Regions from separate parts of the Mus musculus genome. Here regions 1, 2 and 4 are each linked to region 3. A link is a contact called in public HiChIP or PLAC-seq and promoter capture Hi-C data. All regions are on one chromosome and are shown on one strand. The core of a region is the stretch at or near the end of the contact, and the rest is flanking DNA. Distances in the headings are between cores, read along the strand shown. Region 1 holds the start of Nprl3 (nitrogen permease regulator-like 3). Region 2 holds the start of Stk10 (serine/threonine kinase 10). Region 3 overlaps Fgf18 (fibroblast growth factor 18). Region 4 overlaps Stk10 (serine/threonine kinase 10).

Region 1 (2,700 bases), core at 197-2,696, 860 kb before region 3:
GCTGGCAGAGCCAGTGCCCAGCCTGAAAAGACTGAAAACTACTGCCCTCAACAGGGGCTGGACGAATAAACCAGAGTACGCTCATCTCATGGACTTCACTGCAGTCATTAATAAGAACAAGGTGGCTGGCGGCGGTGGTGGCCCAGGCCTTTAGTCCCAGGACTCAGGAGGCAGAGGCAGGCAAATCTCTGAGTTCAAGGCCAGCCTGGTCTACAGAGTGAGTTTCAGGACAGCCAGGACTACACAGGAAACCTGTCTCAGGGTGAGGTTGAACCTGTTTAAGACATAGACATAAAGTACAGAAGAAAATGAGCAAAAAGACCATCCGGTCTATTTCAATATATATATATATATATATATATATATATATATATATATATATATATATATCAGGGAAAAAATGGGCCATGTAGTTCCTTTTGTACTTGGAATGTGTGCTTTGCTTGTGTATAAACAGATTTGGAAAATGGTGACGATAGTTGCCCTTTAGGGGGATGAGGGAGGGGGTTCTGAGAGCTTGGTACCATCTTTATGTTTTTATAACTTAAAACCCTTTGTATTATATTAGCGAGCTTTAAAGAACACTGCCTACAGAGGCAGGCTATGCCTGATCCATGCAGCAGTGTACTGCGACTAGACAGGAGTTATGTGCTCAATAACTCCAAGAACCTTCAAGGCGGATGCTACAAAATAACAAATGAGTGTCCTGAGATTCTCTGAGGGGCTCGGGGAAAGGATGATGCTGTATTTTATTTTTTGGTGGGTACACTTTCAGAGTTTATATACAGGAGGGATGATTATCAAGATGGTGAGCAGTTATCCACAATGGGCATGGACCAGAGTTCAAGATCAACTTCAGACCTTAAAGTCGCTTATATTTTCTAAAATAACTTATAAATTCGTGTCTGTGCTTGTAAAATCTGGTGTCTTTCTGGATTTGTCTGGAGAAATGGCTGGCCTTGGGCTCATGGCAATACCCCGGCCTCCGCGTCCGGGGCGCTGGGATCCCAGATGCGCACCACTGCTGGAGCTGGCAATTCTTACGCATTTTTATTTCATGGGCTGGAGACTCAGGAGTCGTGCCGCGGCCCCTCTCCTCCTCCTCCTCCTCCGCACTGTGCACTGCGCGTGGCGGGGCGGGTGACCGCCAGGAGCCACTTACTTGTCTGGGACGCGGGGTGCTCCTGGCTCCTCTGGAAGGGGTACCTGAAGAGCAGCTTATTGCCCCTGCTGCCCGAGCTCACCAGGATCACGCTGATGGGGCTGGTATTGTCCCCCATCCTGCGGGAGCCCGGGCGTGCGCCTGAGAGGAACTCGCGTAGGGACCGCAAAAGCCGAAGGCAGGCGCCGGGCCCGCAGGGACACGGAGGAAGCCGGCACCTCGGCCTCGGCGCTCACTCTCGCGAGACTTCGCCGAGCGGCGCTCCACAGCCCCCGCGCATGCCCGGACAGGCGACTGCGCCGGCGCGACGCCTTGGCTGCACTCTAGTAGCTCGCTAGGGAAAGCTGTCTGCAGTTTAAAGTCATACACTTGATTTAACCAGAGCGTATAAACTTTAAACTGTAAGAAAGGCAGGAGCGGTGGTCTGGATTGTACTAGCCTGCTCATCACATAACAATCATGTTTTCAAACTTTACAAAGAGAGAAAATAGTCGTATTTCAACCTCCCCCTCCCCGCCCCCCAACTATTACTCAATGAGAAGGTACCATTTGAATATTTGCCAGTGTCTGAGAGTTGCACTTATGTTTGCCTTTTGATGGTTTGGATGTGTGATGTGAAAGGAATGACTTTAACTCATTTTGCAAGCCTTTATCCCAGTCATGTGTGATTTGAGTGTTGTGTGAGGTCAGGAGTAGGAAGGGGCTGGGAGGGAAGCAGACAGAGAGATGGAACCAGGTGCCTGGGATGGGTCGTGGGACCTTCCCACGGAACCAGCGGGAGTGCATAGGGACCGGGGCACTTGAGCCAGGCAGGACTGTGGTCCAGGTTTTCCCTCTTACTCCCCCGGGCCATTCTGCCACTTGATTAGCCAGAGCCTTGGGACCCCAGTGGTTGCCTCTGAGATAGGAAGACCTAAACCAAGGAGCCCAGAGTTTCCCCAACTATGATCTCTGGACCCATTTTTTGCCAGCAACCTTCACAGGAGTATTCACAGTATAATTTTCTATGTAATTAATAGTGACAGCCAGGCTCAGTGGTGGAGACCTGTATTTCCAGCTACTAGGGAGACTAGGGTAGCAGGATAGGAAGTTAAAGCCAGGCAGGGCAACTCATTGAGGCCTTCTCAAAAAGGGAAAGAGATGTTGCTTGCTAGTGAGCACTTGACATTATATACGAGGCCCTGGGTTCAATCTTTTCTACCGTCACTAGCTCTGAAATGGACGTGGTAATAATGCTGCGTGTGGGGGAAATGATGAGATCCCAGTCTACAGAAGTCCACTGTACTCCCCTCTGAGGCTGCCTTACCCAATACTGACAGCACTGGATAGGAGAACCCAGGACTAACTAACCTGGGATGCATCACCTCAACTCCCAAGGTGTCCACATCATTGTGAAGAAATACCATCAGCTATTCCAGAAATCAAAACGTAGGTCACACCGTGGACTCCACTGGGGACCCCAGTTTCCCCGCCAGAAGCTGGATTTGAGCTGTTGTGAAGGAGCAGAGCCAGCCTGAGCTCTGCAGGCCATACCTTCC
Region 2 (2,950 bases), core at 289-2,788, 590 kb before region 3:
ACTCCAGCTACATAAGTTACACGCCCCCCACCCAAACACCTTACAAAACAAAAGTCACTCGTGATTTGGGGCAAGTTTCCGGAGTTGTGGAACTGTCCCTTTACGCCCCCACCCCCACCCCCTGCCACTGAGACCCAGCATTTTCACCACCAGAGTGAGATTCCTCATGGCTCTTTCCAGTCAGTCCCCGTGTCTGGGAGCAACTCCACAGCGTTGCCTTTTCTGGACCGGTCATAAAAATGCAGTCATACCTCGTGCGATCTTTGGGTCTGGCTTCTTTCATGTAGCAGGACATTTTTAACGGACCTTTCCATTTTTATCCTTACTTTGTTTTCTTTTGGAACTCCTGGAAATGGTTAGCGCATTCTGACCCTCTGTCCACCCGGTATAGCTGCACAGACTTCAGCAGGTCCCGCTCAACCGAGTGACAGATGTACACTTTGGCTGGTCCACAGGCTGACTCAACAAGAACAGTTTTGCATGACATTTTCTTCTTTTAATTATAAATTTTCCCCGCACTCATTTTGTGGTGGGAACAATTGGAACTGGAGCAACTTTTATTCCGGACGTCCTTAGCACACACAACCCTCTCCGCGCCTAGTATTCACTCTCCAGCCGGCTTTTCGAATGGGGGAACAGCATTTGGCGCGAGACTCTAGGGATATTTTCGAAGAGTCCGGACGAAGGGGACCAACAATTAAAACGCTTTCTCGAGTTAAGAGTGCCCGAGTGTGAGACACTCTTGTTCAGGATGGGAGGGTCTCCAGCATAGATTCTGCAGCTGCCCAGCCCCCAGCACAATCACTAGAACCCACGTTCTGATACCAAGCAAAGACGCTGTGCAAGATGCGGGACGCCCGCAGCCAAGGTAGAGAGGGATGAGGACCAGGATATAGGAGCACCATCCCAGAGATGACTCCGCTTTTATCTCTAATGGGGCTTTTTAATTCGCAAAATAACTAGAAAGTTTTACTTAATAAGGAATATATTTGCTAACCTACCATGAAGCCTAAAGGTCCTAAAGGGACTCTCGTTTCATGTCCAGCGTCCCGGCCGTTTGTGGCTGGCGGAGGCGGGGAAAGTCCGGATGGGCGTAAGCGCGGGGCTCTGCTTTCTGCGGGGCTCAGAGGCAGCACGAGACCTGCCTAGGAAGTGTGGCGAAAGCCACCTGGGACCGCGTGAACTTTGAGGCAAAGAGCACCGAGGACTGGGGTGAGTCCCGGGGCGAGGGGTGCGGGCATCTCGCGCGGGAAGCTGGCGAACCAAGCCTCAGCGGGAGAGTTCTGTGCGCTGATGCACCCACTCGGCACCGACGGCGGTTGAAAGACACCAGCTGAACCCCGGAGGTTTGGGGTTCCGGGAGGCGCAGCGGGCCCAGGGGCCGGCCACCCGGCGGACTACAGTCTCCAGAGTGCCCCGCGGCGCGGGCGGAGCCGCGAGCTCCCGCAGCCAATTGAGGGGTCTCGGGGCGCCGCAGAGCAGGTGGAGCCGGCGGGGACAGGCGCGCGCGCGGGTGCCGGGCGTCCTGCAGGCGGGTCTAGGAGGGGGCGGGGCGGGGCGGGCGGGCCGCGGTTCCTGCAGCTCCCTGTGGCCGCTGGCGCACTCGGCGGGTGCTGCGCTGCGAGGAGGGCGGCTCTCCGAAGCCGCGGGTCCTGTCGTCGCGCTCCTCATCCAGCATGGCTTTCGCCAATTTCCGCCGCATCTTGCGGTTATCCACCTTCGAGAAGAGAAAGTCCCGTGAATATGAGCACGTCCGCCGGGACCTGGACCCCAACGATGTATGGGAGATCGTGGGCGAGCTGGGAGACGGCGCCTTCGGCAAAGTCTACAAGGTGAGAGTTCCGATTGCTGAGCCTACCAGGTCCTGCGAGCCCCTGACCCCCACTCCCACCCCCCGCACAGCTGCTTCTGAGCACTTCCTGTGTGCCCTGTACAGGGCACAAAGGGACGTTTGTAGGATCGAGGCATCCCAGGGGGCTACCGGAGGCATCCCCAGGATCACGGTGATAGGGACACATCTTTTAAAGAGGGACTATACCGATGTTGTGGGAATATTCAGGCTCTGGGCTGTGCCTGCAAGGGTTGGGAGTTGAGGACACTTCTGAAGATGAGCCTACGATCGGTACTGGGGAGGTCAGAAGGGCCCTGGAGTAAGTGAGGACAGGCTTGGGATTAGAAGGCTCAACGGAAAGCGAGGACAGGGTCCTGTGAATGCAGCTGCAGGGCACAGATTTGGCTTCTAGTCGCCTGAGTCACCAGAGGCTCCCTGTCTGCAGTTACCTCTCCCCTGGAGGAAGACAGGCTGAGGAGGAGTGGGTGGGGCATAGATGATTCCATATAGACACGTGTGCAGACGGACAGCTCCTGGGGTTTGGTCCTCTGAGCCAATTCTGAGTGCCTGGGTTGTTGTTCAAAGTACCTAACTCATCTTGACTCCACCCTTTCTCATTTCCTCCTCCTCAACACCCTCCCCCTCCCCCGGCTTCCCCAACCAGGCTGCTCAGGCTGGTCTCCCAGATCTACTTGCCTCAGTCTCTGGAGTAGCTTGGACTGTAGGTTTGGCCACTACAGCATAGCATCCCCTACTTTTATTGGGAGACTCCCATAGTTCAGCTGTCTTAGCTGCCCTCCAAAGCCATATGTCATTGTCCTTGGGGCTTTGGTAGTTAGAGGCCTCACTGACCCTTTCAGGATGCTGGACCCCAGAAAGGGCTTTTCCAGTTCCCCAAGTCGGGCCATGCTCCCTTTGACTTGAAATTGATATGCTAGCGTTGGTCTGCTTCTCGCCCCAGAAGTGTGCTCCCTAGGAAAGATGCTATAGCATCCTTGGGAAGCTTGTAAGGAACTAAGACTCTCAGCTGGGCGTGGTGGTGCACACCTTCAATTCCTGCAGAGGCAGGCAGATCTGAGTCTGAGGCTAGCCTAATCTACAGAGTGAGTCCAGGACAGC
Region 3 (2,847 bases), core at 264-2,763:
TAAAATCGTCTTAACCACCTGCCCTGAAAGACTCTGCAGCTCCATTGCTCCCATAAGGACAGGAAGGGACAGACGAGGAGGTTCTGATTAGCATATGATAGATGCTCAGGAACTCTTTGTGGACTGTGCTACCTTCTGGCCAAGTGGATATGGTTGAGAGAAGTGGCTGGGAGCAGGGCCACCAGAGCATGCAGGGCTCCAAGACAGATAGAGGAAATGAATGGCTCCCGTCAATGGCTAGTGCATCTGAAATAGCTGTTTTCAGGGCCCAAAGAGCACTGGCCAGGGATGTTCGAGGCTGGCACCTATAACCAGGAAAGAGGAAATACCTGCTAAGGTGTTCCATCTAAGGCAGCAGAGGTCAGAGTTGCCATGGGTGCAGAAGTAATGTCAAGTCCTGTCTTCAGGCTGGGGGTGTAGCTCAGTCCATATAGTGCCTACTTGACACGCACAGAACTCTGGGTGCATTCTCAGCACCACATGCACCAGGGGTGTTGGACATGCCCCCAGTCTCTGCGCTCGGGAGGTAGGAGGATCAGGAGCCTACGGTCCTCCTTGGCTACATAGGGAATTCCAGAGTCCCAGAATAGCCTTGGCTGGAGGAGACCATGTCTCAAAAAAATAAATAAAATAAAGTAAAATAAACCTATCTTCACAGGGGAAGGAGGAAGAGACAGTCAGGCAGAGCCTCCTTAAATGCTAGACTGAGTCTCCCTTACAAAGCCCCAAGGTTCAGTGAGACTGAGACAGGGTATCAATCCCCCTGGCATCGGTCCTACAGGAGGCTGAGAGCAAGAGCCAATCTAGGCCCTCTGTTGCTTTTGCACACCTCAGGTTCTTTATGAGCTCAGCAAGTGGGGGTCTGGAGGGTGGGGGTGGGGCATAGACGGCTGAGGGAGGACAGTGAGCTAGCTAGGGGCTAGCTAAATCTAGAGACCACTGAAGGTGAGCCAAGAAGAAGGGTCCATGGAGAGAGCAGGGTAGGGCTGTAATGGCTCATGCTTGAAGCCCTAAGTCCACATCTTGGAGATGGTGTGAGCAGCACAAAGAACCCAAACTGAGCCCTAAACTGGTCCAGGGAGGAAGAGAAGATAGATCAGTTGGAACCTGAAGCTTCCCAAGCAGGCGATGAAGGTTGGGGCAGCAATATGTGGAAAGAGCTGAGGGGTAAGCCCAGGTTGTATAGGAGAGACACACCCAGCCATCAAAGAGGGGACTCCCCACACAGTCTGGGTGAGCAGGGAGGGGCCACCGACAGCCTACCAAAAGCATGATTCCCACCCCACCCAGCACAGGGATGGGGGCCACCAAGCCTCTGTGTCCAGAAGGGTGGCCAAGGCAGCTGGGCTGGAAGGAGGGTGCAGAGGTGGAGGCAGGGGATAGGGCCCGCTTCGCTGCTGTGCCTTGAGCCAGCTGAACCGTCACCAATATTAATGACGGGAGAGAGGGCAAGGGGGCAGGAAATCGGAGCCGGCTCCCTTGGAAGCGGTGACTCAGCGGCCAGCCGGCAGGAGGCGGCGGGGGCTGCAGCCAGTGGGGACTGGGCGCTCTCCTGACCCCGCGATGGCACTCCTGGGGGTCAGGATACCGGGAAGAGCGCAGGCAGGAGGCGGCACTAGGCGGCACCGGACTTCGCGCGGGGGGCACAGAGCACAGAGGGAGCAAAGGAGAAAAGCGAGTCTCAAACTCAAAGCAGGTTGGTCTGGGAGGAGGCCCAGGCGGGCAGGAGAACAAAGCGCCTGACGCGGGGCTGGGCAGCCGCCGCAGGAAACTGCTGGCCAAGACGGGGACGGGCCAGGCCAGGGGACCAGACACCCGCCCCTGCCCGCCGTCCCAGCCGCTGAGGGACCCCCTCGCCGACCGGCCTGCGACGGCGGAAAGTGAATCACTAATTGAAACCACTCCTAGGCATCCGACGCTCTGCGGATTACTATTATTTTGCAGTTTGGGTTGGTATGGGTGTGTGGTTGGAATCTGTCCCTTCCAAACCCGGCTTTGAATCCCGCCTAGCTCTAGTATGGGACGTGGGACAAGTGCCCAGGAATGTGGCCAACCCTCAGCTTTCCCACCTGTGAAATGGGAATGGTAGTGGTGCCAACCTGTCAAAATTATCTGCAGTTATTTTTTTTTTTTGCCCAATGCCTGGGAGATAGTAGGTGCTCAATTAAAGGAAGCAGTTATTATTTATGTGACATTTCCTTGGTCCTCAACCCAGGGATAAGGGACCAAAGAGCAGAGCTAAAGGCTCAAGAAATCAAATACCACTTCAACAGGACTGACCATTCTCCCGTTATCTTGAGTATAATGGAATCAATTTTCCCAGCACAAGTTCCTAAGCAGCGGCCCATTTCCCATGCCACCTGTCCCAACTGACTTCACTCTCAGTTCAGTATAGAAGCAGAGAGAGTCCTTACAAAGAGCAGAGGGCAGAGAGATGACTTAGCAATAGAGCTACGGTGAGTGGCAAGTTCCTCTTGAACCTTTGGGAGAAACGTACTCAGTACCTTCATGAACAAGCACATGAGGATATAAAGAGATGAAAGGCAGCCTTCAGGGAGTATCCAAGCCCGGCAAGTGAGTATACATACACACAAATGCACACATATGCATGCACATGGATGCAAACACAAGCACACACATGCACACACACACATGTATGTGCACATACTAACATACACTACTGTGTCACATGCAGCTTTCTGGCCTGTTCCAAAGTAATAAAATCTTCCTGAACCGCTAGAACCGTGGGCCCAGCTGAGGGACGACTGCTTTCGGGGAGCTGGAGGAGGCACAGCGGGCGGGTGGGAGGGCGGCGCAGGCGGGCCAAGGTGGCTGCAGCTGATGCTG
Region 4 (2,772 bases), core at 118-2,617, 560 kb before region 3:
CTCCCCTGTTGCCCTCTCAGGAGGACTCAACAGGGCTGTCCCCATGAGAACCCTAACCCTGTGATTCTTGTGACCTCTGCTCCATTGTAAAACTGCTTATGTGGTTATGGCATTCCATAGGCCAGTCTCATGGGATTGATGCCACCCCCCTGGAGCAGGCGGAGACATTATTCATTCAGTGGTCATTCGTTCATACACTGAATTAGCTGCAGGAAGTTTTAGATGCTGGGAACACAGGCTCAGAGCTGGTCTAGTCTCTCAAGTGTCCTGTGAGGATGCCACTTGGGCGTTACTAGCTATATCTGTATTTAGTCCATTTACCAAACACTGGTCCCCTGTGTTACCTGTTTGACTGTGACCGGGAGGCAGGCTCTACAGTTATCCAGACTTGATGGATGAAGTTGCAGTTTCTGAGATGAGCAGACTGGTACACTCCATGAAGCCCAGGCATATCCTGGCCAAGGAGATGCATTGGCTCCATGAGGCTGTGCTATGGGAAAGAGGTGGCCCTGGGGATGTGGAAAGGCTGTGTCCCCACAACCCCCTTGTTAACTGGTGGGACTCGGGACCCTGACACTGCATATCTCTCTGGCTCTATGAGTTGTCAAGTGTTATCTGTTTGTTATACCCACTGTCCCATCTCACTATCCATCTCTGGCTTCAACCCTGCCTGCCTCTCAGGGATTCACTGCTATGAAGCCTTCAGTAAGTTATATGGTAGGGAATGCAAGCTCTGAGGAGGAGCCTCCTACACCATTGATGTGGCTCTTGTCCTGTGTGCCCTGTCTAAAGTATTCCAAGTCCTCGTCCTGAGTCCTTGGTGGCCATGATTGGAAATAGCCCTGGTTTATTCCCTTCTGGGCTCAGTGCTGTTTCTAGTTAGTCTTATGAAATGGTGGCCAGCCAGCCAGCCAGCTAGCCAGACTGAGTTGTCCCTCTCGAAATTGATTCTTTGACCTTCACTAGAGAACCTGAGCTTAGCTCTGACTTTAACGTTTCCTGCACTGTGGCCAGGAATGCAGCCCAGGGGACTCTGAGCCTGAAGCCCGGATGCCTAGTATCTAGGGTGGACTGACTAGGAGTGAAGCATGCCTGCCACAGAGTCACCTCAGTCCCATCTGAGAGATGCCTTGGGGCCTGGGCAAGCACCTTTGGGTATGGACATGGAGTGGAGGGTGGCTGGGGCCAGAACAGCAAACTGAACCGTCCACCCCTGCATGCATTCAAGGACCCAGGTTATTGCCTCTGATTCAAGCCTCATTCCAAGGCTGCCGGGTCCGGGGAAAGCTCATTCCTAACCCAGGCTTGCTGCAAGGTGGTGGGCGGAACTGGCATGGAAAAACAAGGCTGGACCGAGGAGGCCTCGTGGGTGTGGACGCCCCACTCAATGGCCACATTGTTTGGCTGATACTCAGAGGTGGGGAGGTCCAGGGACTCCACCTACAGGGACAGGCAGCTGACAGACTAGGCTGGATTTAGGTTGACTCTTGCTTTTTTTTTTTAAGTCTGCCTTCATGACTTCCTCTTTCAGGCTTTGGTTGACTAACCAGAAGCTTCCGTCTTCTGCACTGTGTTAGAGCCTGAAGGCCCCCAGCTCTTGACCTGGGGACTAGCTGCAGACACTATCCCTGCTTCCTCAAAGAGAAATGAATCCAGAGCGGAAAGGTGGCTGGCCGCAGGGTGGTTCAGCCGCCGCTCGTCACCACCAGCTTAAGTTTATTCCTTCTTCTTCACGTCTGTGCTGAGTAGCTTTGGGGCAGCCCTGTCAAGCCTCTATATTCTCATCTGTATAATAGGCTACCTGTGGCTCAAGGAATATTTATAGAATGCTTATTAGCACAGTGAATCTGCCCTAGTTTCTGTACATCTCAAAGTCATTTAACAAACACTTGTTGGTCATGTGCGGCTAGAGTCCTCTGTGCTTGTGGGTTCACCATCATCGGTACTGAACACACAGAGGCATCTTTCCTTGGCAGTGTTGCCTAGGTGATACAAGAGAGCAAGCATCCACTTAGCATTCCCATTGAGTTAGCCGCTGTCACCCTTCTAGAATCTTCCAGATGTGCGGGAGGATGTGTGGGTTCTGTGTGGACACGACACCATTCAGTCAGGGACTCTGGCATTGGTAGATTTCTATCTGTTGGGTCCTGGCCAGATTCCCAGACTGATGGACAATTGTACGAGGCCAGACTCTGACCACCAACGTTTCCCAAACACAAACTTGCTTGTTCTGTGAAAGAGTGACTACAGTCACACGGAGACCTAAAATGTTGATACCACAAAAGGTCATACAGATTTTGAGAACCTCATTTTCCAGATGGAGAAACAGGCCCAGGTAGGGGAAGGGTTAGGGTGGGACAGTGGCCCTTTATGGGGCTGTGTCCGTGTTGCTGTGTGTGCTCAGGAGTTTCTCACGTATAGGTCACCTGAGCTCTTGTTCCTGGTCAGTATATGGTAGTGGCCTCAGGAAAGGCCAGGGGTGGAGAATCGAGGCCCAGAGTCCTGAAGGTCAGCAGGGCGGTGGCTCACCTCTGGACTGTGTGTGACTCAATTGTCTCTGGGGGATGGTTACGGCTCTGGCATTGCCTGATGGGGCTGTTTGGGGGCTGTAAAAGTTAATGTCTAAGCCCTGGTGTGGCCAGGCCATGCTTATCTGGTCTGGGACATCCTGGTCCCTTTATCTCTGGGTGAGCAGCCTGCTCAGTCCATTCATGGAATGGAAGAGCCCAAGGGTTAGAGCCAGGAGGCGGAGGGGCTCATTCTCACTGACGC

The links. Promoter capture Hi-C pulls out the DNA fragments that hold promoters and counts their contacts. HiChIP or PLAC-seq counts read pairs in DNA pulled down with a chosen protein or histone mark.
Region 1: a contact with region 3 is called in a FOXA1 HiChIP or PLAC-seq map of pancreatic cancer cells. The contact joins the promoter of Nprl3 here to the enhancer-like site in region 3. A contact is called at or near these places in 5 of 39 promoter capture datasets (the C10 cell line, hippocampal neurons, liver and 1 more) and 1 of 115 datasets of contacts at active chromatin or transcription factors (pancreatic cancer cells).
Region 2: a promoter capture Hi-C map of frontonasal cranial neural crest shows a contact between it and region 3. The contact joins the promoter of Stk10 here to the enhancer-like site in region 3. A contact is called at or near these places in 5 of 39 promoter capture datasets (cranial neural crest, embryonic stem cells, frontonasal cranial neural crest and 2 more), 1 of 115 datasets of contacts at active chromatin or transcription factors (forebrain) and 1 of 9 other capture datasets (embryonic stem cells).
Region 4: a contact with region 3 is called in a FOXA1 HiChIP or PLAC-seq map of pancreatic cancer cells. The contact joins two enhancer-like sites. A contact is called at or near these places in 2 of 115 datasets of contacts at active chromatin or transcription factors (differentiating embryonic stem cells and pancreatic cancer cells) and 1 of 9 other capture datasets (embryonic stem cells).

What each region holds. Positions count from the first base shown.
Region 1 is chr11:32,266,261-32,268,960 of GRCm38.p6, forward strand. It overlaps Nprl3 (nitrogen permease regulator-like 3), which reads right to left and starts at 1,447. Exons shown (of 13, transcript NM_181569.3): 1 at 1,163-1,447. The coding sequence starts at 1,280. RefSeq lists enhancers at 2,523-2,700, 2,686-2,700.
Region 2 is chr11:32,531,728-32,534,677 of GRCm38.p6, forward strand. Stk10 (serine/threonine kinase 10) reads left to right here and starts at 1,539. Exons shown (of 19, transcript NM_009288.2): 1 at 1,539-1,832. The coding sequence starts at 1,677. It also overlaps a transcript of Efcab9 not described here.
Region 3 is chr11:33,121,413-33,124,259 of GRCm38.p6, forward strand. All of the region lies in intron 4 of Fgf18 (fibroblast growth factor 18), which reads right to left. Among named protein-coding and RNA genes, the nearest start is that of Fgf18, 25 kb to the right of the region's middle. Within about 2 kb of position 1,514, at least 50 of the 459 cell types and tissues checked have an H3K27ac peak or open chromatin away from gene starts, as enhancers often do. A contact at or near this core is called in pancreatic cancer cells, where this site is marked.
Region 4 is chr11:32,563,819-32,566,590 of GRCm38.p6, forward strand. The region is part of intron 2 of Stk10 (serine/threonine kinase 10); the gene reads left to right. Among named protein-coding and RNA genes, the nearest start is that of Stk10, 32 kb to the left of the region's middle. Within about 2 kb of position 1,368, at least 175 of the 459 cell types and tissues checked have an H3K27ac peak or open chromatin away from gene starts, as enhancers often do. A contact at or near this core is called in pancreatic cancer cells, where this site is marked.